2 separate regions of the Sus scrofa genome follow, and region 1 is linked to region 2. Evidence: chromatin contacts called from public HiChIP or PLAC-seq data. All regions are on one chromosome and are shown on one strand. The core of a region is the stretch at or near the end of the contact, and the rest is flanking DNA. Distances in the headings are between cores, read along the strand shown.

Region 1 (5,482 bases), core at 100-2,599, 57 kb before region 2:
GAGGGCGAAGGGGCACCTGAGCGCCCAGGTGGGGGGCCTGCTGCCAGGAGTTGCTCCCCTATGGACCCATACAGCCATTGCAGGAAACTGGTGCCCAGGAGGAAGGGAAGGAGTGGGAAAGAAATGCCTTGATCTCTTCTCCTCCTGCCCGCTGATCTCTGGAGCCTGCCGAAGTCAGCTCCCAAGGGAGCCAGGCTGTGCGGTGGGTGAGGCACAGGGCAGGGCAGTAAAGGGTGGAGATTGCGGGGGGGCAAAGAACCAGCACACTGAAAGAGCCCCCGTTTCCTCATTCGCAAAATAGAGTAGTGCCGGTACCCTCCTCCCAGCGTGATGGTGATTAAATTAGGAAATGTGTCAAGGGACTTATGAACACATATGCTTCCTTGATTCTACTCATTAGCTACTTACCCTGTTATCATTATCATTATTTACAAGACCACTCTTGGGATAGCTGCTGGTGTAAGAACTGACTGAAGAAGGTATCATGTGTTGGTTATTTTGTAGCTCTTACACATCCAGCTCAAAGCACTGTGCAAGGCTCCAGATAGATGCATTTGGAGGCGTTGGGGAGCCCTTTTGAATAAGCGTAACAGGAAAGCTTGTATAGCGGTATCAGCCAACCTGACCTTGAAAACAGACCACAAGGCGCTAAACTTGAGACTTACTTTTAGATTCCAGCAGATTGTTTGGGCAGTTCTTAGACACAGGCCAAGGCCTCTAGTTTTCCTTTGCCTCCGTAGAGGGGAGAGTTAATGAAAAACAAGCCAGCTCACCAGGACTAGTGCTGCGTAGCCGTCCTGGCAATGACAGTGATAGTGATTTTTCCTATTTTGAAACAAAGTAAGGACGGCCTGCCCAAGGTTGAAAGCAGGAGGGTTTGTGTCTATAGACGTGATTGGCTTCCTGCTCTTTCAGAACACTAACCTGGTTTATTTCAAACAATGGTCACCAGGCTCCTGCTTCCTTGGGTCCACAGATTAGGGAAACCACAACGGTCTGTGTTCTCTTCACTTCAAAGCCTGCAGAGCGCCCTAGAAAGCCAACGTTCGGCCTGATCCCAGGGGTGGGGGCTGGGACCAGATTCAAGGGTAGGAAGGGGGGTGGGGGGTGAGGCGGGACTTACCCACATGAAGGCAGTGGATGTCAGAGCTGAAGGCTGCTCAGAGGCCCTCCGCTGCAGCCCGTGCTCTTGGAGGAAGGGCGAGCCCCGAGGGTGACTGCTTCTGGGGAGCCTGTCACCCTGACAGAGCCATGAAGGTTACACTGGGAGGGCCACGGACACCGCGCTCCAGTACTGACACCAGCAGCTGCAGCTGGGGACTCCCTTGAAGGAGGAGTGACTTTATCCGGGTTTCCAGCAGACTAAAATTAGTGACAAGAACACTTAGCCCTGAGATCTTGTGGGATCGGTTAAGTTGTTGTTCTCATCATTGTTTCTGTCCCTGAAAAATCAAGACCGAACTGTTAAGCAATGGCCCTAAAGCTGCTGCACCCACAAGCTTCATGCTCTCTGAGTGGGCCCCAGCCAGGGTTCTCTGGCTTTTCTGGACCACACAAATATTTTGTCCCTTAACTCAAGGCTGACTGAGGCCCTGTTTGGACAACCCATGCACAGCCAGAGTGAAGGCTTCCTCTCCACCTGAGCAGGGGTTCAGTCCATCACCCAGAGGGATAATAGGTAACAGAGCAGTTTGGGGGTTATGCTGTCAATTAAACTTAGCTCCACCTGGTGATGTGACATGATATTCTAAGATGACATGATATTTTTTGTTTTATTGTTGAAATGGAAAAGGCCCCTAGCTTCAATCCAGGAAGACCCAGGAAGGCCCAGCCCAGTCCTCAATTGCTGTGACCTCACAGTTGTACAAATAGCAATATTGGCAAAGCGAGGTTATCCAAACCATCTTCTCTTTCAGGACAAGAGATGGCAATGTCTCTTTTTCTCTCTACCATTTTTTTTTTTAAAACAGTGTAATAAAATCAAACTATTAAATCCTGAAACCCCTTTCTTCAGGAAAATTAAAAACAAATAAATGACAAGTCTTTGATTTGTTGGGCCACTTTTTGAAAGGTTGATAGCTGCCTTGAAGGCAAACTCCAGCCTTGGTAGCAGCCCTCCAAGCTCAGTTCCCATTGTAATTTTATTATCAAAACTTTCATCCTCCGCCCAGTGATCCCAAAGCTTCAGGGGACTGAAGTTCACTTAGAGGGTGAGTATTCTTGATCTAAGCTTGTTAGGGATCAACGTTTGTATTGACTCGAATACCTGCCTGACTGGAAGGAAAAGCACGAGTGAGCCAATAAAATTGTTTTGTGTAAAGTTATAGTTTAAAAAGGGTGGTTTTGTTGGTGAAAGTATTTATAGCATTGGTATAAAGTTCATCTTAACAATAATGGCCATTTATTATCTACTGTGTACCAGACCTTTCCCACTACTTCTTACATTGGAGCAAATGACTCTGAGCAGTAGGAACACATATCCTTCTATTAACTGATAAGAACCCAAGGCTTAACTAGGTAAATAACATTCCCACTTTGAAGTGCTGGAGAGGGGATTCAAACCCAAGACTCTCTCCCCCAAATCCATATATCATAAAGTTTCCTGTATAGTTTCTTTTGGGATGATTTCAGACACAATAACGGAAACCCTTGACTTACTCCTGCTTAAATGACAATCAGGAAATTGAGTATCGCACGTCGAGAAGTTCAAAGATAGAGTGGCTTCAGGTGAGGGGCACTCAAGGCTCCAGCCCTGCCTCTTTTGGCTCTGCAGTTGTCACCTGCATTTGTGTCCAGGAGGAAAAAAAAAATCTTCTCTCCCTCTGTCTCTCTCTTAGGAGCAAGACAGTGATAGTTCTCCCCAGCCCTTTCTGCATATCACAGTGGTAGGAATTCAACAGTCCTAAGTACTTTGCTAAATCAATCACTGGCAAGAGATGAAGTTATCTTTTAGCCTAAGTAACACAATAATTGGAAGAGCTCTGAACTCAGGATCGGAAACCTTGGGTTTTGGTTATGAAAACTTGCTAGTTGCTCAGTTTTTCTTCGCCCTTACCTTTTCCTTATTGGTAAAACAGGGCTGATGAGTCCTATCATACTGATCTCACAGAGTTGTAAAACAGGAATGAAGTAATGTCTGTAGAAGTATTTTGTCAGCTCTGACACATGATGTAAATGCATGTTATGGGCTTCTATTAATATGGTTCAGAGAGAACTATTGGTCATGAGACACTTTTTCAGTTATATTCATATGTGTGGCTTAATCATCATCAAGATGATCATTTAGGATTTTTAAGTTTTTGCTGAAGATTTGCCTGAATTTTACTTATGTGTCGGAAAATTAATAGTGCACAAATAGGAGAAAATGTGAAATTCAGTGTCTATCGTTATGAACTCCAATTGTATCAGTTTATATGTGGGTAAGATGTTTGTCAGTTATTTTTTACTCATCAAAGAGCTAGTTTCCTACGAATCTGTTAAACAATCTTTCTCATCCCTTCCTTTATACCAATTCAATAAATACATATGGAATATTACCATGGGGGAGTGGATAGGATACACACTTGAGAGAATATGAAACAGACCCTGTCTGAAGGAGAGTAGCCACCTAGGGAAGAATTCTAGAGAGGAGACTAGTTAGAATATATCCACAAGTAGCTATAATAAAACGTAGAAAGATAAGAGGAAGTGACAGGTAAAGTCCCAAGGTGTGAAGACATAAAGGCTGTAAGAATTCAGAAGGTTCCCAGCCATGGGGTTAGGAAAGACTTTAGGACAAGGCTTCATTTGACCCAGGAGTTGGAAGATCTGGACCTGGGAATAGCTAGTTCACCTTGGCTCTATGTCAAACTTGCTCTGAACTTGAATACTCAGAATGCATACTCCTGGGGAGTTTCTGTTGTGGCTCAGTAGATGAAGAAGCTGACTAGTATCCATGAGGATGCGGGTTTGATCCCTGGCCTCACTCAGTGGGTTAAGGATCTGGTGTTGCTCTCGCAGATGCAGCTTGGATCCTGCCTTGCTGAGAATGTGGCATAGGCTGGCAACTGAAGCTCGGATTTGACCCCTAGCCTGGGAACTTCCATATGCCACAGGTGGGCCCTAAAAAGACAAAAAAAAAAAAAAAAAAAAAAGGAATGCATAATTCTTGAGAATAAATCACATGAGAGCTATATATAGCAGAAAATAATACTTGGAAAGGTAGAGATTGCAGCTAGATAGATGACAGAGGAATTGGAATACCAAACTAAGGAAGTTGACTTCACTCAGTAGGTGTGAGATAATAGAAAAAAAAAGTACACATTGCTCTCTGCCCCTGGTTTCTAGCACAGGGCTCCTAAAACACGTGCTATTTCCTAAGTGATACAGCACCAGGAGCATCGTATTTTAATATTTGGTCTTTGACCCTGGTTCCTGACACAGGGCTTCTGAAACCCTTATAATTGCCTGAGTATTAGCACTGTCTTTTGTTCTGATGACATGACTTTGGCGGGGCTCCTGGATGGCTCCAAGGTGGGGGCTAGTCACCAGAAAGAACAAGCCAGGACTAGAAACTTGGAATTTTCAGCCCCGCCCCCATTCTCTTGAGAAGGAAGAAGGGCTGGAAATAGAGTTAATAATTGCTCATGTCTACGTGAGGAAGCCTCCATAAAATTGCAAAAGTGTGGGGTTCAGAGAGCTTCTGGCTTGGTAAACACAGCCGTGTTCTGGGAGGGTGACACACCCCACCTCGAGGAGAACAGGAGCTGCTCCTCTCAGGACCCTCCCTGACCTCACCCTCACTCATCTCTTCATCTGGCTGTTCATCTCTGTCTTTTACCATGTCCTTTAACAGACTCGTAAACCTAAATGTTTTCCTGGGTTCTGTGCCATTCTAGCAAATTAATCCAACCCAAGAGAGGGTCATGGGAAGCTCTGATTTGTAGCTGAATTGGACAGAAGTTGTGGGTCACCTGGGGAACTACTGCTTGCAGTTGGCATCTGAAGGGGGTGGGGACAGCCTTGTGGGACTGAGCCCTTAACCTGTGGCATCTGACGCTATTTCCAGGTAGATAGTGTCAGAACTGAATGAAAGGGTGGGACACCCAGCTGATGGGGAAATGCCTTGGTCTGAAGAAAACCCCTCCATGCATTTGGTGACCAGCAGTGTCAGAAATGAAGTGTCTGTGTGAGCGGTAAAGGGGACACAAAGGGGAAAGACTGTAGCTTTAAAAAAAAAAAAAATTTACATATAGTTGATTTACAGTGTTCTGTCAATTTCTGCTGTACAGCAAAGACCCAGTTATACATTTATATATGTTCTTTTTTTCACATTATCCTCCATCATACTGTAGCTTTTTTCATTCAGTAGGCAGTAGAGTGAGTGCTGTCAGGATATCTGTGCTTTATGAGGATTAAGTGGGAAGCTTCTGGGAAGCGAGATAGGAGAGGGAAAGTGGAGGCTGAGAGCCAAACTCAGAGTTTGCATGTTCAAGCAAGAGGT
Region 2 (5,540 bases), core at 2,733-5,232:
CTGGCCTCACTCAGTGGGTTAAATGAGCTGTGGTGTAGGTCACAGACACAGCTCGGATCCTGCATTGCTGTGGCTGTGGTGTAGGCAGGCAGCTGTAGCTCAGATTCAACTCCTAAGCTGTGGGTGCAGCCCCCTCAAAAGTAAAGCAAATAAAATTTTCTGATGTAGAAAAGAGCATCCTTTGTAAATCAACTATATTCCAATAAAATTTTAAAGAGCATCCATTGTAAATCAATAATATTTCAAGAAAATTGATTTTTTTTTTTTTTTATTAAAAGGGCATCCTTATATTCGAAGATGCTGTAACACTTCTTCTAGGCCTGCATTTCCTAGAATCACCTGAAGGTGCTTATAAAATGCACTCCAGATCTGGGAATCTGTATCTAGTGGGGGCAGAGCACCAGGAATCTGCATTTTAGGCACATTCTCCCAGTAATTCATCTGAACACTGAAGGGTGAGGACCTCCGCTCAGGTCGACCCACATATTTCATGGATGAGGGGATCAAGATCAAAGGTGGGAAGTGACTGGGCCAAAGTCATAAAACCTCAATCAACAGAGCCATCCATGCCTGTCCCCCTCAGGCCCAGCAAGGGCCCAAGCCAGCTTCTTTCTCCTGGGAGGGGTCCAGCTGATGAAGGCCGCAGGGCCCCAGCGTGGCAGCACATCACCGCGGCCAATGGGTACAAATGTTCTCTCCCAGGTTTTTACTGTCTGCCCTCAGCTCCCATACCTCTGGCAGGCTGGCTGGCCGGCCAGTCTCCTGACTACCCGCTCTGCACATCCAGCATTTGCCCCTTTGGGTCTTTGCTAGCGCTTGTCCGCTTCTCGATGCCCCTTCTCATCCTGCTTACTGGGGGATTCCACCAAGTCTCAAGTCCGGGTTCCCAGTTCTGCCTCAGAAACCTTCTGCAGAACGATCCTAACCCTGCTGGTAACTCTGGTGCCTTGAATCCCCTGCACCCGAGCGTGTGCTTGCTTTTGTTGTTTTGTGTGTGGATGGCCAAGTTGTGTCTCACACAATCCGGGAGTGCAGAGCTGTGCACATAGGATCTTGCTTGATGAATGAGTGTGTGCAGGTCTTCATGACACAAACTCCAAAACTGTTCAGTGTGGACACACCCCATTCAGCCTTGTATTTGTTTAGAACCCTCCCCAAGCACTTTTTGCCAGGCCCTGCTGATCCAAAATGGATCAAATGGGGTCCTTGTTCAAGGACTGTGAGCTTTAAGTTTAGATCTTTCTTGCTGTCTGATTTTTTTTTTTTGTATGATGGCACAATTTTCTTTTTTTCTGCTTCCAAATAAATGATAAATAGTTGTCTAACTTTGTAAGCAAATAGCAAGTTTCTAAGGAATAGAAATCATCAATGAAAACTCAGATCCTGCGTTAATGATATGAGCTTTATCCAGTCATAGAGCACTTAGTACATTCTAGGCTGTGTCGAAACAGTGTCTCATTTATTCCTGCATGCAACCCTTCCAGTGCACTATTATTTCTTCTTTAGTGATGGAAAAAAATGAAGCAAGTGCCTTACTCAAGATGCCATCACATGTGATGCCAGGTTTCAAACCCAAGTTCGTGTTATAACCAAGGCTATGTCCTCAACTGCTGCTCTATGTCACCGCCCTGTCCCCCGACAGTCCTTCTGCATTCAAGGTCATAGATAATGAAATGAACAGTGATGAGTCACCGAGGGCAGGTGGCAGATCTAAGGAGATTGACAAACTTGTTATCAGTAAGTAGAATTGGAAAATACAAAACAGCATTAGACTCTGTTGCACAAAACCCCAGGCTCTCAGAGAACCATACAAAAAGCCAAAGCATGTCATCATCCGGTGGAGTCTGGTGTCTCGACCTGCCTTCCCACCCATTTACCCTGGGGCTTTCTTGCCTGCAAGGGTGGTTCTCTAGAGGCAGTCCAGAGAATTCCAATTTCAAAAGCTTGTCCCCAGGTCTCCTCCGCCTGACTCAATGTGTGGTCTCTCACTGGTGAGTCACCAATCTGTGACTCAGTTTTCATGTCCTAGTTTGGCTGTTAGGATCCTGAAATGGATTTCCATGGATGTGGCAGAAGGTTAGTGATGTGGTGGGGAACCAGGGATCCCAGGCTGTGTACCTCTCCTTTGGCTCATGGGAACATCTTTTACCCTGTCAGGGGTGCTCACAGATGGGCCAGGACCAAGGAAACTTGGTGAGGTCAGCATCCATTCCTGATGCTGCTGTGTGGATGCTGAGTGAGGATCCTGCACTTGGTGGGTGGCTTCCTGGGGCAATGGGCTTTCAGAGTGGGACAGCACCCTGCAGAGGAAGAAATTCTCTGTGCGAAGAAACATGGAGTGACTTCTCAACTGTGCTGAGGACTTCAGTGTACAGCTCCCTCTTCTTAATCCAGGTCACAACCCCACCCCACAGTCTTCCAGGTAAACCCTTGGATAGAAAAAAATTCACCTGGGTTGTGAGCAAGGAGCTCCGAAGGTTAATTTTTGGGGAAGAACCCATGGCCTGGCTGCATGAGAAGAGTCCTGCTCTGGCCCAGCCAGGGATGCTTTCTCTGGCCAAAGGCTAGACTCAAATCAAAGCCTTCCTATCCCTGCCTTTCCTCTTGCTTGTGGCTTTGACCATAAACCAGTAGGGGTGGGGGGAAAGAACCAGGATAGGAGGAATCAATGATAAAGTTGCATTTATCATGTGCCATGAATCATGCTTGATCAACATACCAGTAACACAAACCAGAAGAGGTGTTACCTGTTTTTTGTTCATTTTCTTAATTATTAATAAAAACCTTCACCTTTCTCTTGGTGCCTACCTTCCATTCCTTCTCTCTGTATCTCATAATATTTTGTATGAGCCTCTATTGTAGCACACCGCCTCATCTCATACTACAACAGATTGCTTACCAGGATCCACCATATTAAAACATGAGTGGTCCATGGGCAGCAACTCTAGCCTATTCATGCCAATAGTCCCTGTAAGCAGCATCGTGATGGTGTATGGTTGGTTTGCAGCCGTTTCCTGTTAAATGAATGATTAAATGAATGTAAACATGTTGCTAGAAGGGACTTGACAGAAGGGAGGTATATTTATACCTGTTGGGCCTTCTCAAATCTCAACAGCTGTCCTGTGCCCTTGGTTTCTACTTGCAGCTCCAGTCAGGTTCCCTGAAGCCCTGGGTAGCTCTTTGTCCATTTGGATTTTTGAGGGAAATCCCAATTGTCCCCATAGGACAGCATGTCCCTGAGGAGGGCCGGAGACACTGAGGAGGGCAAGCTCTCCATCAGGGGAAATAAGAATGGGAGCTGAGCCACGCCTGCCCGGTTTCAACAGAACCCTCTGTTGTCCAGGGAACAGTGGAGAAATTGTTCATCCACATCTCATTGCTCATGGAAATATTCTGACTGCAAAGTCAGTGTCAGCTTTGATTTCCTGCCCTGGGAGGAGGTTTGGTCAAAAGGCACAAAGTGGGCCTGTGCAGAGTCAGAGGAATTGTGAGGTTGGGTAAGAGGAGACCCTCACACTCCATCTTTGTTTGCTGGTGGAACTTCTAGCGCTGGGGTGGTCAACCTGACCCAGTCCAGCCCTAGCCTTAGGCTCTTCTGGGAGCTCCAGCCCCTCTTGGAACCATCACAAGATCACAGGCGGAAGTGTGAAGGTCAGACCAGGCCTGAGGGTCAGTGGCCCCGTCCTTCACTTGCTTCCTTGAAAGGAATGAGCGAGAACGTCTGGAGTGCTAGGAATCTGAAGGACCAAGGGCTGGGGAACCACAGGCAGAATTCACCCAGCCATTCTGGGTCCCTTTAAAGAGGACACCAACTAAAATAACCTGGAAAAGGCTCTTACAGGGCAAAAGTACTGCCAGTTGCTGTCTCAAAGCTAATTTTAAGAATGTCCTTTTCTCTTAAAATTTCATCACCATGACTCATCGCACCACAGGCCAAGATTCTGAAGCTCTGAGTCAGACAGGGCCCTGGGAGTTGAAGCTCAATGGGAGTTTTACCTAAATAAAGCCTGCAAGCCGGCCTGCTGTGATAGATGCCTTAGAAATGTGCGAATTCAGCAATGCACACGCCCTTGCACCTCTGTTGTTCACACAGTTGCCCACGAGTTCCTAAAGCTGTTGGTGCCACAAGCCTTCTCTTAGGTATGAGATCCTCCTTCCTTTTGCTTGAATCTTCACTTAGTGTGTATTCATGCCTTCCCTGCGAATTTGGCTCCTTTTGTACAATCTGGTCAGTGCTGCTATATATAGTTACTTTTTGGACACTTGCAACCAGAACAGATGTGATGATTAAGCACAAATCCCAGAAAGGATCCAAGATCCCCTTCTCCAAATGTCCATCAAAGGGGATGGCATTGAAATTGGGATTTTTGAAAGTCAGAGCTGCATGTCATCTGCCCTCCCTGTCATTGTATAGATACCCAAGCAATCCAAGACGCAGAGAAGTCGACAGCTTGCCCAAGGTGACACAGCCAGTTAGGAAGAGAATCCAGACAAGAAGCCAGGGTCTGCTCACATCTTAATCTCTTGACAAAACAGCCTCTGCTTTTACTTACACTCTATCCAGATTAATTCCTGGACTTTACAAAGCCCACTTCTGAGTGCTGGGAGAGAAGACATGTAGGAATGACAGGGGAGGCAGTGTTCAGGGCCGACCACCTGGCTTGATGACCTTCGAGCTGCTGTAACCATGGTGGCAGGAGGCCTGGAGAGCAGACCTGGAGGGGAAGCTGGGACTGGTAGAGAGTGGCCTGGAGACAGAGACCCAGTCTTTACTCAGGGATGGTGGTAGCAGAAGGATAACCAAAGCAGCAGAGACGCGGAACTCGGTCTGTGGAAACTTGGCTTCTCGACTGTCCTTGTGGCACATTTTGGGTATTGCCCTTACTGTGAATGAGCGGGTAGGAGGTGTCTGGTCAGGTGGAGTAAGAATGGCTTTGGCATCAGACTGCTGAAGTCAGAATTTTGGGGTTGCAACAGAGGTGCACTCTCATGAGCTCATGTAGAAAGGGTTGCTGTGAGGCTCCAGAGACCTTACGGGAACCCAAGGCTAGGTGCCAGGGTGTAGAAAGGACTCCTGGGGCTTAAAATCAGGGCTCTGTCAGGAGGCCAAGAGGCTAGCCCCAGGTTCCATTCTCTTTGGCTCTGAGTCCCTGCCCTGGTCTTTCTCCCTTTGTCTCTCCATGTCTCTCTGTATCTCTCTCTGATTTTCTGGTTTTTTTTTTTTTTTTTTTTTTTTGCTATATAGGGCCGCGCCCACAGCATATGGAGGTTCCCAGGCTAGGGGTCAAATTGGAGCTATAGCTGCTGGCCTACATCACAGCCACAGCAACACAGGATCCGAGCCATGTCTGTAACCTACACCGCAGCTCATGGCAACGCCGGATCCTTAACCCACTAAGCAAGGCCGGGGCTTTGAACCTATGTCCTCACAGATGCCAGTCAGATTTGTTAACCACTGAGCCATGGCAGGAACTCCTCTCTCTGATTTTAAACTCACTTTCTCTTAACATCTCTGTTTCTTTCTGTGCATCGATTCTGAC

The links. HiChIP or PLAC-seq counts read pairs in DNA pulled down with a chosen protein or histone mark.
Region 1: a contact with region 2 is called in an H3K27ac HiChIP or PLAC-seq map of skeletal muscle. The contact joins the promoter of PRSS23 here to the enhancer-like site in region 2. A contact is called at or near these places in 9 of 47 Hi-C or Micro-C datasets (embryonic fibroblasts, fibroblasts, heart right ventricle and 4 more) and 1 of 2 datasets of contacts at active chromatin or transcription factors (skeletal muscle).

What each region holds. Positions count from the first base shown.
Region 1 is chr9:20,599,543-20,605,024 of Sscrofa11.1, reverse strand. It overlaps PRSS23 (serine protease 23), which reads right to left and starts at 1,349. Exons shown (of 2, transcript XM_003357231.3): 1 at 1,124-1,349. It also overlaps a transcript of ME3 not described here.
Region 2 is chr9:20,545,138-20,550,677 of Sscrofa11.1, reverse strand. It overlaps a transcript of ME3 not described here. Among named protein-coding and RNA genes, the nearest start is that of PRSS23, 56 kb to the left of the region's middle. Within about 2 kb of position 3,982, at least 46 of the 83 cell types and tissues checked have an H3K27ac peak or open chromatin away from gene starts, as enhancers often do. A contact at or near this core is called in embryonic fibroblasts, mesenteric adipose tissue, omental adipose tissue and 2 more, where this site is marked.